Regions from separate parts of the Macaca mulatta genome. Here region 2 is linked to region 1. The links are chromatin contacts, called in public Hi-C maps. All regions are on one chromosome and are shown on one strand. Each heading gives the region's core, a stretch centred on a gene start, on an enhancer-like site or on the middle of the called end of the contact. The rest is flanking DNA. Distances are from core to core; before and after follow the strand shown.

Region 1 (5,037 bases), core at 2,068-4,567:
CTGGGAGATCTTCAACCCTTTAGGATGCTGGTAAGGTTTAATAGTGCTTTTGCCTGGCTGGGCGCAGTGGCTCACGCCTGTAATCCTAACACTTTGGGAGGCCGAGACAGGCGAATCACGAGGTCAGGACATCGAGACCATCCTGGCTAACATGGTGAAACCCCATCTCTACTAAAAATACAAAAAATTAGCCAAGCGTGGTGGCGGGTGCCTGTAGTCCCGGCTACTCCGGTAGGCAGAGGCAGGAGAATGGTGTGAACCCACAGCGGAGCTTACCTTGAGCCGAGATCGCGCCACTGCACTCCAGCCTGGGCGACAGAGCAAGACTCCATCTCAAAAAAAAAAAAAAAGTGCTTGTGCCTGGCCCAGTGTAGCGGGGATTTTTGAGGCTGGTAGGTTGCCTCAGTTTTTCCATTGTAACGAAGAATGTAGAGGCTCAGAGAGTGAAATGAGTGCCAATCTGTTGCCACCCCGAGGCTGCTATGCACAAACAGCTTCTCCACGAGGCAGGGCTAGAGTTTGGACTCTTCTTGTGGTCAACTTGATATCTCAGGTCAAGTTTTGTGCATCTGTCCCCCACCTTTAATGGCTGTAAAGATCTGTTAGTAGTGTTGTTACCCAGGTAACTGCTGAGGAAGAGACTTAAATTGGATTGAGAGGGTGCTGATAATTCAACCACACATCTCTGGAATACTGATTTTATTTTTTTGCCTGGTCTGTATTTATTTTTTTAGAGACAGGGTTTCACTTTGTCTCCTAAGCTGGAGTGTAGTGGCACATTTATAGCTCACTGCAGCCTTGAACCCCTGGGCTCAAGCGATCCTGCCTCGGTCTCCTGAGTAGCTGAGACTGTAGATGCGCACCATCACGCTGGGCTCTCCCCTGGTCTTACAATAAAAATTTAAATGATTTGTCATTAAAAATGGCATAAAAATTGTAAAAATAAACATGGTTTTTAATGAAATTTAGAAGTGTTTCTCTCTGGGAAGAACACTTATTTAATGAAGATTATTATGGCCTAGCGCAGTGGCTCACATCTATAATCCCATCGTGCCTATAATCCTGAGGCAGGAGGATCACTTCAGTCCAGGAGTTCAAGACCAGCCTTGTCAACATAGCAAGACCCTGTGTCTACTAAAAATAAAAGAAATTAGCAGGAGCAGTGGCACACGCCTGTAGTCCCAGATACTCAGAGGGCTGAAGCAGGAGGATTGCTTGAGCCCAGGAGTTTGAGTTTACAGTGAGCTATGATCTCGAAACTAACTGTACTCCAGCCTGGGTGACAAAGCAAGACCTAAAAAAAAAAAAAAAAATTATGTTGATAACATTTTAATTGTAGAAGCATTTGTAGCACAGTGATTTTAATAGTTACTTATTACAGTAATATTTATGAAGAAATGTTTGACAGTTTGGTCAGAAAACATTCTTAATGAGTTGCATTTTAAAAAGTCTATTTGGCAAACTGACCTATAGGCTGAATCCAGTCCACCACTTGGTAGTTTGCAGCCTTTGAGTTAAGAATGGGTTTTACATTTTTAAATGGTTGGGGAAAAAAAATCAAAGAACAGTAATATTTTATGACATGGAAATTCAAATTTTTGTGACTGAAATTCAGATTTCAGTGTCTTTCAGCATAAAGTTTTATGTGAACACAGCCACCCTTGTTCGTTTATACATTGTCCATGTGGCTTTTGCAGCACTGTGGCAGAGGTGAGTAATTTTAACAGTGACCAGGTGGGCTGCAAAGCCTAAAGTGTTTACTGCCCGGCCCTTTACAGAGACAGTTTGCTGATCCCTGGTCCATATTACTAATACAAACAAAAAAGGTCACTTTATCCACAGTATTTAATTATGAAAAATTTCAGGCCAGGCGCAGTGGCTCACGCCTGTAGTCCTAGTACTTTGGGAGGCCGAGGCGTCCAGATCACTTGAGGTCAGGAGTTCGAGACTAGCCTGGCCAACATGGTGAAACCCTGTCTCTACCAAAAATACAAACGTAGCTGAGGCTGAGGCAGGAGAATTGCTTGAAACCAGGAGGCGGAGGTTGCAGTGAGCCGAGATCATGCCACTGCACTCCAACCTGGGCAACAGAGCAAGACTCTCTCAAAAAAAAAAAATTTTCAAACATACAGGAAAGTTGAAAAAGTGGTAGAATGAACATCTTTATATTCTCTCCCCAATGTTTGTTATTGTTATCTTCACCATAACTGATTTATTTATCTTGGTGCTTCTGTGGTTGTTCTGGTGTCTTTGTGGAATCACTCAAAAGCCAGCTGCAGACATGGTGGCACTTACCTGCACTGAGGGTGGCATTGATCTCCTGAAAATCATTGAAATTATTAGGTCCCTTATCGTGCCTAATAAAAATGGCAGCCCTTTTTCTAATATTATCTTACATCCAGTCCATTTTCAGGTTTTCCTAATTGTTCTCCATACACCCTTGTTAGGTGTGGGTTTTTTTGTTTTTGTTTTTGTTTTTTGTTGTTTTTTTTGAACCAGGATATAACTGAGGTTGTGTGTTACATTTAGCTATTGTATATCTTTAGTTTCTTTCAATCCAGAATAGTCCCCCACATCTTTTTCTTTTCTTCTCCATGACGTTGACTTTTTAAAGATCAGGCCAGTGGTCTCAGAATATCCCTCATCCTCGATTTATGTGATTTTTTTTTTCTCATGATGTTGTTTAATTTGATCCTCTACCCTGTATTTTTTCTAAAATCGAAGTTAAGTCTAAAGACTTAATTAAGTTTAGATTAAATTTGGGGCAAGAGTAATGTGCAGGCTGCTGGGGTCTCCAGATAGTCGCAGTATCCGAGAGGGGTAAGGTTGATGCAAACTAACAATTCCAAGCATGATGTTTCGGACAAACGAATGACTGTTACTATCTAATAACTCGTAAGAGGTTAATCAAGAGTAGAAAAGCTAGCCAAATAATTTTTCATAAGAGAGCAAGCAAAGCAAGACCAGTAGGCGCCCCTTCTTTGTGGCTTGGATCTGAGTGTGGCAGGTTCATGCGCTCTGCTATTCCTTGCTTTCCCACACCTTTTCCTCCAGCGGTACTCTTTGTGTCTGTGCTTAATCATTGTGGGCTTAATCATAGTTTAGAAAAGCTGAAACTGTCTTTCTTTTTTCTTTTCACTTACTCATTTTGGAGTAATTGAAGCATAATCATGATTATGGTTTTGTAATATTTTTCTTATACCAAGGCTGCTCAGTATGTTGGGAAATGGTTCCGCCTTCCTGCCTTGTTCAGGGCCCTGCTTGTATGGCTCATCCGGCCACCTGTACAGTGAGCAGCTGCTCCATGCGGGTCAGGGCACTTGAAGAGACTGCATGGCTCTATGACTTGGGTGTGCATCAGATTCACGACACGGGGAGCTTGTAAAGCTTACGTGTGTCTTGAGTCCCATTCCAGACCTGTGGAATCAGCATTGGTGGTTTCAGAACCTTTGGTAGAGAGCAAAGAACATGGGCACTGGGCTCAAGAAAGACCCAATTCAGCCTTAATAGTGGTGGAAATTCCCCAACCTCAGCATTCTCACCTGCTTTACAGGGCTGTTGGAGACTGCCTCTACTGGTAAATGTGAAAAAGTCTTTTATTCCCTATCAGTGCCCTCTAAATACGTGGAGAACTGTTGGGGTCATCTGTAAATATCTTTGGTGCCTTGTATAGTAAACTCAAATGCCCCATACTTTCATTTTAGGTTCTATATAGGGCAGCAGCACCCCTGCCAGTCCCCTTTGGCACAGTTCTGTGTGCACAGCCTGTCTCCTCTGAGCTGTTCAAGGCAGTGACTGATGCCATATGTTTTTGTGCAGCGCTTCCCAACATGTTTGGCGAAGACCGGGATTTTGGTTTTTTGTTTTGTTTCAAAGTTTCTAATCCACTGTACCTTGATACATCTGTAAAATACAATACAAATGAATTACTAGGAATATGATCACACGTTTGGATGTCACTGCAGTGTTGAACTGCAGGTTTCTAAATGCTTCTTTTCAATTTCTGCGCTTATTTCCTGGCCTGGTGACAGTTTGCAGTCTGGCTCTGGGGACACAGTTTGAGCAGCTGTAGAGCACTGTGTTTGTGTCGTGAACTTCAGTGAGTCCTTTAGTCCCCAGAGCACATGCAGATGAGTACTGATTCATGCATGTTTCTGGGGAGGGCACTACTTTGTCAAATTCTCTTTTATTGTATTATTACAGTGTACAGTACACTGCATACTAGACACTATAGTGTACTGGTTCATATTGGAAATGTGTTCTTTTGACTCTAGGTGATATCTTTTCCTTCCTTTAAAAATGCATAGTTTTATTGTGGAAACAATAATAAACAACACTAAAATAAATTTAAAGGAAAAAAGTCCTCAATGCCACAAACTCTTTACACGTACTATTACATACTATTACTGTCTTCATGAGTGAAACCATATTAATCCTGTGTTCATATGTTTTAAGTTGTCCTCACACTGTACTTATGGTTACCTTTTGCTTTTTAGTTTGACATTGTATTAAACACATCTTTCACTTTGCCATGTGGTATTTATACTGACTTTTTAAAAATGGTTTCTTATTTGATCATGCAAGAGGTCTTTTAGTTTTATCTTAGTTGATGAAATGTCAGAGTCCCGTGTTATGGAGCTTTGGAATTGGTCGACTGTCAGTGGCTCTACTTATTAGCTATGTGGTGGCCCTGAGCAAGGGAGGTAACTTGCTGATAATGTGACTTGCCTGCCACGGTGCTCATGCTCTTCTCTTCTTCTGCCTTGATTATCTTAATTTCTGCTGAACTAAGACTTGCTTTCACCCGTTTATTTTTCTGTTTGTACTTGTTAGAAGCTGCTCATACTCTTTGGGCTCTATGATGTTCTTTTTCTCATTCATAATTACTTTCAGCCCTGACCCTCCTCACTTGAGTTTCGTAGTAGACCTACTTATATCATTAGCCATATGTGGCTATGTGAGATCCTCCCCCGTTTTAGAAAACAATCTAGCTGTGTGCAGTCTGAATTTTTTGTGTAATTACATTAGAGCACTTTC
Region 2 (5,115 bases), core at 2,212-4,711, 200 kb after region 1:
GGCGGAGGTTGCAGTGAGCCAAGATCGTGCCACTGCACTCCAGCCTGGGCAACACAGCAAGACTCTTGTCTCAAAAAAAAATTAATAATGATAAGGGTGACTGCTTAAGTCTGCAATCACTGTATACCTTTATAAGCCTTTTCATGTAAGTTAGCAAAGAAGAGGAAAAGATACCTCCTTCATCAGACATGTTTTTGTTTTTGGTTCAGAAAACTTGGTCAGTGGATTTATACAGAACTCTATGAAATAAGTCAGATTCTTAGAACATTAGAAGGCAAGAAGAACCTGAGCTTTCATCCAGTCCAACCTCCCATTTACAGAAGGGTAGCCTGGAACTCAGAGAGGCGGAGTCATGTCCAAGCTTTCATAATGAGCGGGGCGGGGCCGGGGGGTTGTGAGGGGGCCCAAGGAATCCTAAGAAAACAGGAGTTGGTCCCAGAACTTAGGTGAGATGACTAAGCTCTTAGTAGCATGTCCAATGTAGTGTCTGATGTTTTTATTTACTCTTTTAGCACCACACACAGAATTCTCATCTCCAGCCAGGTGCGGTGGCTCATGCCTGTCATCCCAGCACTTTAGGAGGCCGAGGTGGGCAGATCACTTGAGGTTAGGAGTTCGAGATCAGCCTAGTCAACATGGTGAAACCCCATCTCTACTAAAAATACAAAAATTAGCTGGGCATGGTGGTACGTGCCTGTAATCCCAGCTACTCAGGAGGCTGAGGCATGAGAATCGCTTGAGCCCGGTAGGCAGAGGTTGCAGTGAGCGGAGATCACTGCACTCCAGCCTGGGCGACAGAGTGAGACTCTCAGAAAAATAAAAATAAAAAAGAAATCTCATCTCCACATGACAGTGATTCCTAAGTGCGTGGCATCACGTATTTTTACAAGGATCTATTGCTTTTTTCCAAAGAAAAGAAATAGTAATGGAGAGGATGAAGTTTACTGAAAATACATTGAAAGACAATAAAGTCATGCATTTTGATTAAGGCCAGGTTTAGTCACCACCACCTGAGCTTCTGGAATCCAGTTGAGTGGTTGGGTTTCACCACTCAGGCCTTGCTGTCCACAGTCCTGCTGCCCAGGGCCTCTGCGGGTCTTCCTGCAGCCGCAGAGCAGAGCTCTGGGAAAGCAGCGGGACTACTTCCCTCCTTCTATTTTCCCTGCTGGGCTGTCCAGGCAAGGCCTCACCTTCCCAGCATGTGGGCAGGAGTTTGGGCTTTGGGGTGGGCTAGCAGGAGAGGAAGGTATGTGGGCGACAGCAGTGTGAGTGGCTTGTGTGTGCACCAGTCGGAGCCCTCCTGGCTCCCTGGATCTGGAACTGGAGCGGCACCGGGATCACTTCCAGGTCCCTTGCACTGGAGCGGTGGGCGGCAGCAGGGACCGGAGTCGGCCCGGCAGGGCCCACGTGGCCAACACACCGGTGCTCCAGTTCCAGTTAATGTTTCTATCTGGCCACCCCAGGCTGCTAGGGGAACCCTACCTGCCAAGACATCCAGGCCCTCTGCCGGGAGGCTGCATACTGGGCAGTGTTGGGAATGACTGGTTGGTAGGTGTGCCAGGAAGCTGGGCAATTCTGGCAGTGCAGGACACTTCCGGAGTGTGAGGAAAATTGCGTCGTTGGAACAAAGTGTTTCCTCACAGAGAAGCACAAAGTCCGCATCACCACAGAATCAAAGATGTCCCATTCAGCGCTGGAGCTATAACGTTCTCTCATGGGTTCTGATGGTTAATCTCATCAAGAATTAAGCTTGTTAAGGGTGGAGCCACCCCCACCCCTCTAGTCCGGGCGGGTGCTCAAGGACAGATAGGGCGGACCACCCCCACATCCCTTCACATAGGAAGAAGACTCACTTCTGCTTACGGCTCGCGTTTGCCCTCTTTTTGTTTCTGTGGAAGTCGCGCCTGCTCCAGGAAGAGCTGGATCATCCATTCATTCATTTATGCATGCATTCATTAAACAGGTATTCACTGACTGTACCTCAGACCTGGCTTTGGATACCAAGGAAGTTTTTCAAAAACCTCACAGGGCTTTGTGGCTATAAAGATATCTATGTAAGGATTCTTGGGTTATCTGAGGCCCAGAGAAGGGAGGTAACTTGTCCAAGAGAACACAGCAAGTTGGGGGCAGGGCTGGGCCAGTGCTCTGAGCTCCTGCAACCCCACCCCTACCCACCCAGGACTAGATCTAGATCTACCCTCTCCTCTCTTTAACTCTTCATCGGCCACACTCCGGTCAGTCGAAATCCCCACCCTAGGGAGAGACATAACCTGTCTGGATTGTCCAAAATGGTAAAAAATGAAAAAATGAAAAAGAAAAAAAAAAGTGTCCCCAATTCAAGTCCAGTGCCTGCCTGGTGGGGGCATTCCAGCGTGGCCTGGGGTGAGTGGCAGTCCACCTCCAGAGGCATCCCCCGGGCGCTCCTAGGGACTCGAATTTCCCACGCGGCTTTTTGCCTTATGTATTCACTGTTAGACGTTTTCGGTCAAAGCATTTTGGGACTTCCGTAACTGTCAGAGCGCGCCAGGGAGCCGCCCTTAAAGATACCTAGTTACTGATGAATTCCATCCGGTAAAGTAGAGGGTAGTGGGCGGCTTGGGGGTTCAGGACCCGGCTCCCCTCACGCTCCTGGGTGAATCTCTGGCTTCACAGGGGAAACCACCTCCGCAGGACAGGACCCATCTAGTTACAGGACACCGGATGTTACAAAGACGAGGCTTCCAGCGTGGGGGCGTGGGGGAGGCTGCCAGCCGTGCCCCCAGCGTGCTGGCGACCCCCGGGACGCCCCTTCCCTCCCGCGCCTCTGCTCCCTCGCTGGTGGGAGCGGAGCTGCACCGGGATCTCTTCCAGGTCCCTTAGCACTGGAGCGGCGGGCGACAGCACGGTCGAGTCGGCCCGGCGGGGCCCACGTGGCCAGCACACCGGTGCTCCGCTCGCGATTTCCCTTTTCCGCTCTCGGGCACGAGGCACTGAAGGCCAGGTGGAAGCACAGCTGTGCAGGGACAGTCTCCGCCATTCAGCGGCCGCGGGCCGGGGCCTGCGGCGTCGTGCGCGTGCGCGGACCAGTTCCAGGCGGGCGGACCGCCGCAGGGCGGGGCGGGGCGAGGCCGCCGCAGGGTGGGGAGGGCGGGGCGCGAGGCCGGGGGCGGGGGCCACGCGTGGGGCGGGCGGTGCTCGGCTCCGCTGACGTCGGCCCGCCAGCGCCCCACCAGCTCCTCGCGGGCCTGGGTTGGCCACCGCCGAGCCCCCGCCCCTCCCTCGGCGGCGTCCCGGCCGGAACCGATCGTGGCTGGTTTGAGCTGGTGCGTCTCCATGGCGACCCGCCGGCGCTATAAGTAGGGAGCTGCGCGCCGTGTGGCTTTGTCAGTCCCTCCTGTAGCCGCCGCCGCCGCCGCCCGCCGCCCCTGTGCCAGCAGCTCCGGCGCCACCTCGGGCCGGCGTCTCCGGCGGGCGGGAGCCAGGCGCTGACGGGCGCGGCGGGGGCGGCCGAGCGCTCCTGCGGCTGCGGCTCAGGCTCCGGCGTCTGCATTTCCCCATGGGGCTGGCCCGCGGCGCCCGGGCGCTCTGAGGTGAGGGACCGCCCGGCTGCGGAGGAAGGGAGGGAGCGAGGCGGGAGGCGGGAGCCGGGGCGGGCGGCGGGCGGCGGGCCCCGGGCACGTGTGCGGCGCGCCTCGCCGGCCTGCGGAGACACGTGGTCGCCGAACGGGCCACGACCTTGGGGCGCCGCTTCCTCCCGGCCCGGGGATCTCCCGCGGCTGGATAGGGGTGACCCGGGCGCCGCGTCCTGCCCCCGTCTTCACAGCTCGGGGCTGGAGGGGCCTGGCGGAGACCCTCCCAGGGATTCTGCGTCTCCGCGCCGTCCTCCTTTCCCAACCCGTCGGCGGCCGCGCGCGGGCCGGGGAGCCGTTGAGGAGGCCCTGGCGGGCGCGCAGCAGGTGCAGGGGCGCAGAGCCCGGACTCGCCTCGGTACAGACGAGCGGGGCCCCGGCCTTGGCGCCTTCAGTTTCCTTCCAGTTTTTATTTTCGCTGTGTCTACAGAGCAGATGACACCAATTTGGAAACCCGCGAGTGTGGGTAGAGCTAAGATAGTCTTGTAGTAGCTGTGATATTAGCTGCTCGGCCAGCCATGACTTAGAGGTGTTTATTTAAGGACTCTGAATGACTCGGTGATCTCGGAAAAGCTTGGCTCAGATGAACGGACGTACACAGGGGAGCCAGCCCTAAGGTTTTCAGAAAAGGCTGATTGTGCTGTTTGCGAACCCGAAATAATTGGTGAAAGTGTAGAAGGCAGAACCTCTCAGGAATGTCTGGGGAGGACAAAGAATGTGTTGGCTGACTTTGTTTAAACATAAAATTGGGCAGACTTTAATTGATTTGTGAACATTTTTTGAAAGTTTGTTTGAATTAGCCGCTCTCTCTTCTAACATTACCGTCTTGTGCTAATTGATTCGCCATTTTAAATAGCTGTTACAGAAAGACCAAAAGGTGCTCTTCAGTAAAATATATTCAAGTAAGTTACTTAAGTAACGCTTTAAAAGATACAGAAAAAGCAAAAAAGTGTTGGCATATTAAAAAGAAATCGAAACTTTCCAAGTTTAGGCCTGAACATTGCCTTAAAAATATGTAACAAGGCCTTAAATGACCCCGTCCGTGTCTGCGTAAGCCTATTTATTATTAAATTGTAAATATTCTTTATATAAACAATATATAACCATTTCTATAACAAAAATGGTTTTGCTAGCGTTGTTACTCTCTTGCCTTCTCCGAGGGGTGATTTAGGCAACTTCCGAGGTTGACACTGCCGAGTAGTCACAATAGATAGAGCTTTAAAGCAAATTCCATGCATGGGTTTGGATTTATGACAGGCCCGTCCCCCTGGGCCTGTCATAGTACCCCATGCCAGAGCAAACTGTCCCCGAACCATTGCCTGGCCTCTGTGCCTGTAGGCTGCTGGCACTGAAGTGGGTTGCACAGTGGAAAAGAAGAAAGCTCTACCTGCAGAAATTTTTAAAGGTTAAAATAAATAATTTTAAGAAAACTGGTTCACCAGTGTGTCACATTTGATGAAATCAAAATACAGTGGCTTTTATTGTTACTAGCGTGATGTTCTTGCTT

The links. Hi-C and Micro-C count contacts between places; a contact is called where the count stands out from the background.
Region 2: a contact with region 1 is called in a Hi-C map of fetal cortical plate, with 2.1 times the contacts expected there. The contact joins the promoter of ODC1 here to the enhancer-like site in region 1. A contact is called at or near these places in 5 of 14 Hi-C or Micro-C datasets (blood, fetal cortex germinal zone, fetal cortical plate and 2 more).

The regions. Positions count from the first base shown.
Region 1 is chr13:114,163,919-114,168,955 of T2T-MMU8v2.0, forward strand. All of the region lies in intron 10 of NOL10 (nucleolar protein 10), which reads left to right. Among named protein-coding and RNA genes, the nearest start is that of NOL10, 38 kb to the left of the region's middle. Within about 2 kb of position 3,318, at least 3 of the 40 cell types and tissues checked have an H3K27ac peak or open chromatin away from gene starts, as enhancers often do. A contact at or near this core is called in fetal cortical plate, where this site is marked.
Region 2 is chr13:114,363,269-114,368,383 of T2T-MMU8v2.0, forward strand. It overlaps ODC1 (ornithine decarboxylase 1), which reads left to right and starts at 3,462. Exons shown (of 12, transcript NM_001198686.2): 1 at 3,462-3,569. It overlaps LOC114671773, which reads right to left and starts at 3,314. Exons shown (of 2, transcript XM_077960146.1): 1 at 2,836-3,314; 2 at 927-2,682. The coding sequence starts at 3,314. The coding sequence ends at 2,856. It overlaps LOC114672021 (small nucleolar RNA SNORA42/SNORA80 family), which reads left to right and starts at 4,843; the gene lies at 4,843-4,976.